Linked DNA regions of Rattus norvegicus: region 2 is linked to region 1. A link is a contact called in public Hi-C data. All regions are on one chromosome and are shown on one strand. Each heading gives the region's core, a stretch centred on a gene start, on an enhancer-like site or on the middle of the called end of the contact. The rest is flanking DNA. Distances are from core to core; before and after follow the strand shown.

What was found. A called contact is a pair of places that touch in the nucleus more often than the background predicts.
Region 2: a contact with region 1 is called in a Hi-C map of the A7r5 cell line, with 4 times the contacts expected there. The contact joins two enhancer-like sites. A contact is called at or near these places in 2 of 12 Hi-C or Micro-C datasets (the A7r5 cell line and the Rat2 cell line).

What each region holds. Positions count from the first base shown.
Region 1 is chr1:238,083,902-238,089,096 of GRCr8, reverse strand. All of the region lies in intron 5 of Prkg1 (protein kinase cGMP-dependent 1), which reads left to right. Among named protein-coding and RNA genes, the nearest start is that of Cstf2t, 280 kb to the left of the region's middle. Within about 2 kb of position 2,521, at least 15 of the 93 cell types and tissues checked have an H3K27ac peak or open chromatin away from gene starts, as enhancers often do. A contact at or near this core is called in the A7r5 cell line, where this site is marked.
Region 2 is chr1:238,831,276-238,836,470 of GRCr8, reverse strand. The region is part of intron 2 of Prkg1 (protein kinase cGMP-dependent 1); the gene reads left to right. Among named protein-coding and RNA genes, the nearest start is that of Prkg1, 220 kb to the left of the region's middle. Within about 2 kb of position 2,105, at least 13 of the 93 cell types and tissues checked have an H3K27ac peak or open chromatin away from gene starts, as enhancers often do. A contact at or near this core is called in the A7r5 cell line, where this site is marked.

The sequences.
Region 1 (5,195 bases), core at 1,272-3,771:
TCCAAGAATCCAATATTTGTTTGGTCTAGGAGGCCAGATGTCTCTGCTGGGAGACATAGACTCTACTTGTTCCACTGAAGAAATGCTTCAGCAGCAGAACAAATGAATTTGCCAGTGTGAATGAGGGAAGGAGGTAATGAAGCAAAAGCTGCTTCTTCCATTTTCTCTATCCAGGCTGCCATGAGAAGATGTGGCCCAGATTTAGGGTGGGTCTTCTGCCTTCAAATGGTCCAATCAAGGAAAATCCCTCACAGATGTGCTGAGCTCTTTGGACTTTTAGTTCATTCCAGATGGAGTCTGGAATTGACAACCAAGAATAGCCATCAGTCATGGGGGATAATCAGCATGAAACCTGTCACCAGCCTTGAGAGATCTGGAGAAGACTTCAGATGAGATTGGCAGAGCTGCCTTCTTACCAGACAGGCAGGGGCATAGCCTGTCTGTGGTACCGTTAGTGTGTCTGTCATCCAGCATGTTTTATTACCACAGAAGGAAGAAGAGCATGTTCATGGTACTAGTCAGTGCACAGAACTGGAAAAGTAAATATGGTTCAAATTCTTTCTTTTTGGCTCCTTTCCCTTGCAGTGCTAGGGACAGGACCCAGAGCCTTTCACATGTTAGTCACGCACTCTGCCACGGAGTGGACCTTAGTCTGGTTTCCTCTTGTACTTCAGTACATTCCTCTGGCCACTCCCAGCTCCTCTTGATTCTATTCAGACTGCTGAGTGAGATCTGGATGGAGCAATCACAGGGACTAAAAGTTTAGGAATGGGACTGAAAGTTTGGCTATATTCGATGACTGGCGTGCTGTTAAACTTTAAGTAGATGAAGTATAACCAGTGAGTCCAGCATTCCTACCTTCAGGCCCTCCTACCTTAGGCCCTACTACCTAAGACCGTGTTTCTAAAGTGTCTCAGTGCAAAGGGAGTAATATCTATGTTTCATATTAGGTTTAAACAGACCTTTTGGTGACTAAAGAACATAAGATTATACACATTAATGTTTCCATATGGTTACAAATGCATGTGTGAATTTCCTTTTATTTGGGTTCAAAATCTCTTAGTGTGACATTAGCTAGCTTTTAGACAAGATCTAATCAGACTAAGAATCATTAAGAATCACTGAAGACTCTTGCTTTAATTAGCTACTTACTAATCTTACTATTATTATTATCATTACCACCATCATGTGTATGTGTGTGTATTATCACGTAGGTTACAGGATTTGAACTCAGGTTGTCAAACTTGTGTGGTCAGAGCTTTTATCTGCTGAGCCATTGCCTGGCTCAGCCTGGCTCTATTTTTTTTTTTAAGATTTACTTATTTAATGTACATGAGTACACTGTCCATGTCCTCAGACACACCAGAAGAGGGCATCAGATCTCATTACAGATGGTTGTGAGCCACCATGTGGTTGCTGGGATTTGAACTCAGGACCTCTGGAAGAGCAGTCAGTGCTCTTAACTGCTGAGCCATCTCTCCAGCCCTCTATTTTTAAAATGGGTAAAACTGACTATATAAATAAACGAAAACGTTAAAATGGAATAATTCTTAATCAACACCTAATGGTGTCTTTAGTGTTCTCAGGAACCTCTAGATCTGTTCAAATAAGCTTCCTGATCCAGTGAGCTCCTGCATTTTCACTGCGTTTATTTAATTGGGGGAGGGACTATGTGTTGTACCTGTCTTGAAACTGGGATCTCACCGTGTAGCCCAGGCTGACCTGGAACTCCTTATATCCCAGGCTGGCCTCAAACTTGTGACAGCCCTCATGCCTTAGCCCCTTAAGAGCTGGATTACAGGTGTGAGCCACCATGCCAGGCAAACACAATTACCTCTGAACTACTCCAACCCTTCTTACTTAACAGATGGAAAATGAGGTCAAATGACTAGACAGACAGTTGTTGGGGAAGGAATGTATGAAGAGGAGGTAGAAACGAGTCTACACTTGCAGCTCTAAACCAGCCTCATAGCTATACAAATGCTACTATAGGATATTTTTCTCTTCTTCCCCTACCAAAAAAAGGAAAGAAATAGAAAGAGATAAAGAAGGAAAGAAAGGAAGGAAGGATGGAAGGAAGAAAGGGAGAGAGGAGGGAGGGAGGGAGGGAGGGAGGGAGGGAGGGAGGGAGGGAGAGAGAGAGAGAGAGAGAGAGAGAGAGAGAGAGAGAGAGAGAGAGAGAGAGAGAGAGAGAGGCAGGCCATTGTCTGTATTTCTAAATGTATGTCACGAACTTACTTACTCAGGCTGTATTGTTGTCTGCAGTGCCACCTATTGGTAAAACGAAGCAAAAACAATCTGCTCCGTTGGTACAGTATCCTCTTAAATCTCCTTGGAGTTTTGCAGGCAGCTGTTTAGAAAGCAGATTGTCTGTGATCCGACTAAAATAGGAAATAAATCATGTGTCGTATGCAGAGATGCTCAATTTTGTCATTTAGTAGCGACCCAAATAGGATCTAGGAGGCAGGATATCCGACTTCCCTAGTTCATAGCTCTGCCAAGAAGGAGGGGGGTGGTGTGAGGGCCGTGAGATTGCTTAGGGATTCTAAGCATTGGGCTCCTCTCATCTACTCGGATGCAAGTGGAACCGTCTCACGTGACTGCTGCTTTACACACAGGCGAGCTGAAGGGCCGGGACGTTTGTAACATGATCTCTCGGAGCCTTTGCGGAGCCACAGGGCTATAGCCAAGGGCTGGCTGCGAAGATGTAACTTTTAAAAGTTAGTTTTATGAGAACAGTGGACATGGTTTTCCCTTTCCTTAAATAGTAGAACCCTCTAAACAAGAATGCAGTTTTCATGGAAGAACAGGTTAAATACCAAGTACAGTATGATAAATGGCTGGAGGACTAATTGGAAGGTTTGGATCTTTCTTTCTTTCTTCTTTCTTTTATTTCTTTTTAATACAGAGTCTCCCACTGAAGCCCCAAAAGGCTTTGACCTTATGCTTGTCACCATACTGTCGGTCCTGGCCACTCTCAGTGGGATTGTACGCTTGTGCGTCCATGCCGGGCTGGAGGGATTAGGTTTCAGTTAAATTAGTAGGCTTAACAAATACTAGGACTTCTCCTCTCAATGGTACCCATGTGACCTTCACAGAAATATACTTACTCTAGACATTGAAGTAAAATAGGAAAATAGATGTGACTTCCTTCTCCACTGTTTGAAAAAATGCTACTATGAAAATCATAGTTAAGTCAGATTCCTTCCCACCTTCTGAACTTCCCCAGTTTTTATGGGACAGTGTTATTACTGGTGACTTTTACTCACTTTCCCCTGACTCTGCTGTTGGTGTTTGAGGTGGTTCTTTTTTTTTTTTTCATTAATCATTTTATTTGTTTACATTTCAAATTGTATCCCCCTTCCCGGTCTCCCCTCCACTAATCCCCCATCCTTTCCCCTACCCTTTTCCTCTAAGAGGGTGCTCCCCCATCCCACTCCCGACTCACCCCTCTAGCGTCCCCCTTCTCTAGGGCATCAAGTTTCCACAGGACTAAGTGCCTCCCCCACACTGATGCCAGATGAGGCAGTCCTCTGCTACATGTGTAGCTGGAGTCATGGACTGGCTTATGTCTATACTCTATGGCTGGTGGTTTAGTCCCTGGGAGCTCTGAGGGATCCGGTTAGTTGCTATTGTTGTTCTTCCTATGGGTTTCCAATCCCCTTCAGACCCTTCAGTCCTTCTAGCTCTTCTGTTGGGGTCCCCAGGGTCAGTCCAGTGGTTGGCTGTGAGTATCTGTATCTGCCTTAGTCCAGTGCAGGCAGAGCCTCCCAGAGGACAGCACACCAGGCTCCATTGGAAGGCTGGCTGTACTAACACCACTTTGTCTATTTAAAGTCCAGGTGGACATCCCACTAAACCAGCAGAACACTGGATCTGTGGGGTCTGTCGTAGAAAGCCAAAATTATCTCCTAGATTCCTTGCCCAGTGCTTCTTCTAATCACATGAGTTGAACCTTGGCTTCTGTGTCATGCACATTTTAAAATTTTATCTTCTGGCTTTGACCCTCTTGATTTTCTCTTACAATGACTAGTATTTTGATTATGGATAATTGGTGATAATTTTCCTCTTTCAAGTTTCTTAATCACATCTACTAAGTTCCTCTTCCATGCAAAATAACATGTGCGGACATTCTGAGAATTGGGGTGTGTCGAGATCTTTGGGGACTCATGATTCTGTCTTCTGTAAATGCTTCAAATAAGTATATTAATTTAAATAATATTTTGGTCACTGCATAAAATTAGATAAGTTTTGAAGTTATCTTAAGAAAAAGATTTTATTTTTTATGAGTTCTAGTTTAAACGCAATTAAAATATAATGTTGAAGATAGTCTGTTTTGGGATTGGTCATTAATTTGACAAAATAGATCAGGGAAAAAACAACATTCTCATACAATTAGGAACTCATGGAATGGGAATATGTGAAACAGGCTTTGGTGCTGGATGTGCTCCAAATGAAAGTACAAAAAATACTACAATATTATAATAAATATAAATGCTTTCATGAGTTTTTTGTAGATATGCTTGTATACACAGAGAGAGAAACAAAGGCATGCTATAGAGCTGACATTGATCAAGAAAAATCCAGATGACAGCTCTGTCTATGTGCCTGAAATAGTTGACACTCATTGTCAAGTTGACAGTACTTAGGATCACCATGGTAACACCCATCTGGAAGTTTCCAGAAAGGTTTAAATGAAGAGGAAAGACCCAGAAGAATCCTATAGATTTTGGCCTCATATTGAATAAAAAGGACAAAGCTGACTGGATACCAGCATTCATCTCTCTTGACTTCCTGTCTGCAGATGCACATGGCCAGCTCCCTCTCATGGTCCTTCCATAATGTCTTCCTCAACAGGGTAGACTATAACCTCATGCTATGAGCTAAAATGAGCTTTTCCATCCATAAGTTGCCTTTGTCATATATTTTTGTCACAACATGGAGAAAGGTAATTAATGCCTTGTTCACCATCAGTCTTTGGAGGACTAACTTGGGAATCAGATCCAGCTTCCGCCAGTGGAATTCAAATGGCTTATCATTGAGGTGAGTAATAGAAGTGTCACTCCAGCTTTATAATCAGCAACCTTTCATCCACCTAGTGAAAGTACTTGAAAATCGCAGTTATGGAAAGCAAACTTCCCAGCGAGTCACAGATGCTCATTCGCCCTCCTAAAAATCATGGAGGAAACTGGGCA
Region 2 (5,195 bases), core at 856-3,355, 750 kb before region 1:
TTTTATATATATATATATATATATATATATATATATATGTATGTATGTATGTATGTATATGTATACATATATATAATATAATATATAATATATATATAAATATATATATATATATGTTGTTTATAAGCTTTGTTATAGTGACTGAAAGCGATGGATACCAAGCAAGTGAACAGGTTACTTTTTACAAGAACATACTGACAGACCTCAAGTACGAGACCCGAGTTCTGCAGTCATTTCTTTTGAACATAGTTACTGAGTGTGGACTATTGTACTGGCTGAGAGTTCTAAGAAGTGTCATAAGAGATTCTATAGCTGATGTTGGTGACGTCTTCTCTAGAATCCTTTGGGTGGGCGTCCCCATTCCCCAGCTCTCAAATAGGACCTCAGTGGATACTATTTGTTTATAAATTGTAATTGCAGTCCCTTCTCACGTGCTATCTCTGACTGATTAAAGATGCAGAGTCCAGAAAGGCTTGGGAAATTTTGTGTCTCTTGCATAGTGGCTGATGGCAAATTAACTGGGAGGGAGGGAGGGAGGGAGGGGGAGTGGGGGAAATCTCTGTAGGATAGCATATACCCTAGAGACTAATCTATTTCCTGACATAGCAGTCGGCTCTGGACAGATTCTCTTGGAGGAGCCTCTGTGTCTGACTCCCTCTGCTGTTGTGGAGTTCTTTCCCTTACCCTCCTACAGGTTTCCTCTGAGACTGCACAATCACTGTTTCATGCTCTTTCTCCAGAAAACCATATCTACTACAGAAACAGACAGTGGTCAGAGCATTCTCAACAGAATCACTTTTCCTGCAGTTTGCCTAGACTTAGAAGACATACGGTCTTTTCAAAGAAGGCATAATTGATCAGATACGTGGATCAGCTTATAAATTAAAAGGGGGCATCATGCATTTTTGAAAGAGATATGACAGTAGTGCTTGGGGCTTTCCAGAAAAGTCCTTCAGTTGCATTATAGAAGGGACAGAAAAATCTTTGAAACAAAACAATTCAAGGTTTGTTTGAGGATTACAACTAACCCATGTTATGTAGGGGAAAATGGAGAGTTATCATCATACCATATTATGGTATGCCTTGGAAGCAAAGTGCTTATTCTAAACTCGAAGGCCAGTGCCTGTTTCCAAGCAATGCCTTATTTCTGTTGAAACTACTTCAGCTGATAACAGACTTGCTACAAAGAAGGCATATTGGTGGTGGGAAATAAAAGCTGAAAGGGCACAGGAAGCTTAACAGAGAGATGAGAAAAAGTGACATTCCACAGTGGTGCTGGGTATGGAATGAGGAGGGATATCTCAGAAGCAGAGCTGAAGAGTCTTGTAGTGTAATTGGATCCAGAGAGCCAGGGAGGGAGAGAGGACAGCGACTGGGTTTGTCTAAGTGGTGACCTCTTAGTGCTTTCCCAGAGTAGAATTACCGCACTGAAGAAAGCACGTGTCAGCATTTTCTTCGAAAAATGCAAACACTGTTGCCAGGGGTGGTGTGACTCAGTCAGCCAAACACATTCTCTGCAAGCATGCAGATCTGCGTGTGATTCCCCAGAAGCCACACGAAAGCCGGGCTCTGGGGCCATGCACCAGCCATCGTGGTGCCGAGGAAGCAGGGAAAGATGCATATGTCGGGGGTTGCTGGCTGGCTAGGCTCTCTGAATCAGATAGTTCCATGTTCAGTGAGAGACCGTCTCAAAAGAAAAGGAATAATGTAAAAGGTAATAAAGGAAAACATCTAACATCAACCTCTGGCCTCCACATGCATGTACCAGTGTGTATGCATGTAGACCTCTACATATGTGTGCATACTCGCAAACACATACACAGAGATTTATAACTTTGTAAAATACTGAATCAACTTAACGGGATGGGATGCTGCTTCAATGCCGTATTCAATTCATTCTGGGAAAACTATGGGTAACTCTAAATTTGGTGCCTGACTTTTGTCCACAGTCACATTCACGGGCTGAGAGAGGCAAGCGAACCTTTCTTCTTAGGTTTTCATCTCCCTTCAGATCTGTAGAAGCTGCTGGTGTTGAAGTAGCTGCTGCTGGCTTGGTGAATGGAAAAAGGGTTGTTGCGCCTTTTATTTTTACTTCTTTTGGCATTTCCTGAAAGCGTAATGCTGTCTTGTGAGGCCCATGGTGATTTATGACAGAGCCGTATCCGGACTGTTTTCTGACTAACGGCCAAGAGAAAATGTGAAGCCCGAATGAAATTTTCTAGGCAACCAAGGGGCACAGCAGGAGATGTGGCAGTGCTTTAAGGAAAAAAAATTAAATAAATGAAGAACACTTCGAGCAAGTCCCATGGTTAGTATTATAGGAATACGTTGAGTCAAAATCAATGCTACTTCCGTTAACAACAAGTTTTACTTTTTTTTTCTTTTTTTGGTAAAAAAATCCTTTAAATTCCCCTGGTCCCCCAGTTGTAAAGCAATACTTTCTTCAAGGATAATCAGGATGATGCGAGTTTCCTTATATTTGCAAAATAGACTTTGGAGAATTCTTTTCTAACTAGTCTTAGCTCTTAGAGGGAAGGATCTGTTTTGAGTATTGTCTTTCCCTGGTTTCTTGCTGGTGCACAGTACCACATTTAAGCTTGTGGCTAGCTGGGCGATCTTTCCCCCTGGGTCATATAAGTGACGCTCTGTGTACTTTTCTTATACGTGGACTGAGAAAGGAAATGAAAAATGAACAGGAGTTTTTTGTAATCTAAAACAAACACAACAAAGTTTCTCTCTCTCTCTCTCTCTCTCTCTCTCTCTCTCTCTCTCTCTCTCTCTCTCTCTTGCTTTGGAAATTCTTGGTGACGTACTTCCCTTAGGATGGGTGAAATTCATCCCACCTCTGCTTTCTTACACAGTTGTATTATTTCTAATGAGCCATTGGACTCTGTAAGCATTAAGAAGAGTTTCCTGTTGTATAGCTGCTCTGGCTTAGTGCACGGAAAAAAACTGTTGTTGCATCTTTTATTTTTACTTTTTGGCATTTCCTGAAAGTGACAGGAAGATAAAAAGTGACCTGCTGTTTGGTCCTCCCGTGACTCCCTGCTACAGTTTCTCCTCCTGAGTATTTGAGCGGCTTCCTCCTCTTGCTTCTGTGTGTACATTATTCTTGTGTCCCCTCACCTTCCTCTACATCTCCTGGAAAAGAATTCCAGTGCTCTGTAACCTTTCTGCCCCCTGCTTTCTAGTGTACATTTGCCTTATTCCTTTGGTAAAATCATATTCAACAGAACAATGTTTATAGGGAGAATATCTCTCTATCCCTCACCACATGGCTGCCTTGCTGCTGATAGAAAAGACATGTATTGTCCTTAGTCACAATCTACAAACGAGAAACAGGTGAGGACAGAGCAAGGTCCTAGTGAATCCAGCCTGGAAATGCAGCTGTAACTGGGCTTTCTTTTGGTTTCTTTCCTTTTTCAGAGACATAGATGGCTTTTACATATGTATGTGTCAAGGTCCCTATGAAGAAGACCATTGCCATGAGCCACACTGAGATGGGGAATGTGCTTGGCTCTCCTATGGTGATTTTATGACTTTATGTATCCATGGAATAGAGCGGGCTGATGGGATGATACCTGAATTTCTGTTACTGACAGCTCAAATTACTAGCAAATGTACCATCTGACTCAGCGAGTTAAACAAAAGAGAACAGGTCAGAAGCCATTCCTGAATGTGGTCACACTTTTCTCTATGGATGGATTTGCTTATACAATGGCCCTTCCTACAACACACACACACACACACACACACACACACACACACACACACACACACACATATATATATATATATATATATATATATATATATATATATATATATATCTTGAAAGTATAGCTTAGGTTTGACTTTTGTCTCTAGTCAACCTTCCTGTGGTAAATCTTTCCTAATTCTCCTCTATGTGCCCAGATGAGCCCCTCTCATGTCTCGTGACTTCTCATAGGCTGCATTGTAAGATTGCCCATTTTCTGCATGTCTTTCAATAGACTATGAGTTCAGAGCATTTCTGTATTCATATTTGCTGGTGTGTGTAACCACCAAGCGTGGGTAGTAAATGCACCGATGAGAGGGTAAATCATTTGCCTGCAACAAAAGTCCAGTGATAGTTTATATTGGGATATATTTGAAACTTAGACAAGAAGCAAGAAATGTCTTCATTTATTTCGTTACAGTTTAATCTTCTGACTTTTATTGTATTTTTCCCAGCGAAAGACTTTTACATGCATACTTTTCAATTCTGTTTTAAGACATACTATAACTTCTAAGCTGTTGCTACTCTGTTAGGAATGTACCCACTACCAGTGACAGAGCCAAGAAATATTTTTCAGTTTGTTCATGTCAGGATTGAAACCAAAGGTCTTAGAACCAAAGAGACTCCAAGACATAGAACACACTCTAAAACAGAACACACTCCCAGACGTAGAATATACTCCAAGACATAGAACAGAATCCCAGAAATAAAACACACACTAAGGCATAGAACATATTTTAAGGCATAGAACACACTCCAAGGCACAGAATGGACTCAAAGCTCTGTGAACTACACCACATTGCTGCCATCTTCCTGTGGAAACTGGGAACCAGTACAGAGCTAGGGTTTAGGTACAGTTCTTGTTGGAAAATAATCAGAAAGATCAACTGATCTTTACTAGATCAGGTGTGTGTCACAGTTTCAATTCAGAAAATCGTAACTTAAATTGAAAGCAGCTTACTGAAGAAACATCTTACAAAGATCTCCTGTTACAGTGTCTCAGTTTGGTAAGTAAACCATGTCTAATTCTAGTTGCTAGAGAACTAGAGTTTGAAAGTTGGAGTGTGGGAACTGGCCAGGGTGCAGTGATTAGGGAGAAGGGATTAAATCCAACATTGGTAATATCCATTTCTGGTCTTTATACTATTCTCTAGGCTGCCAGTTTTCTACAAAGGAAAATAATTAACCTGATTAACTCCCAACTCTTGCCTGCTTTCTTGTATTAGTGCATATAAAGGTGCCCGAGGCAGCCCTTAGGCATTCATACTGTAATTATACACCAAGCTGAATGAAACAAAACTGAAAACTGTCCAAGTCTTCCCTCCAGCCCCCTGCCTCTGTGTTGGATGAATGTCCTTCAAGGCATTTCAGCCAACCATGTTTACAGTTGCCTGACCCAAGCCTGCCTCCTGTTGTCCCTTCGGCCTATAGATTTTTC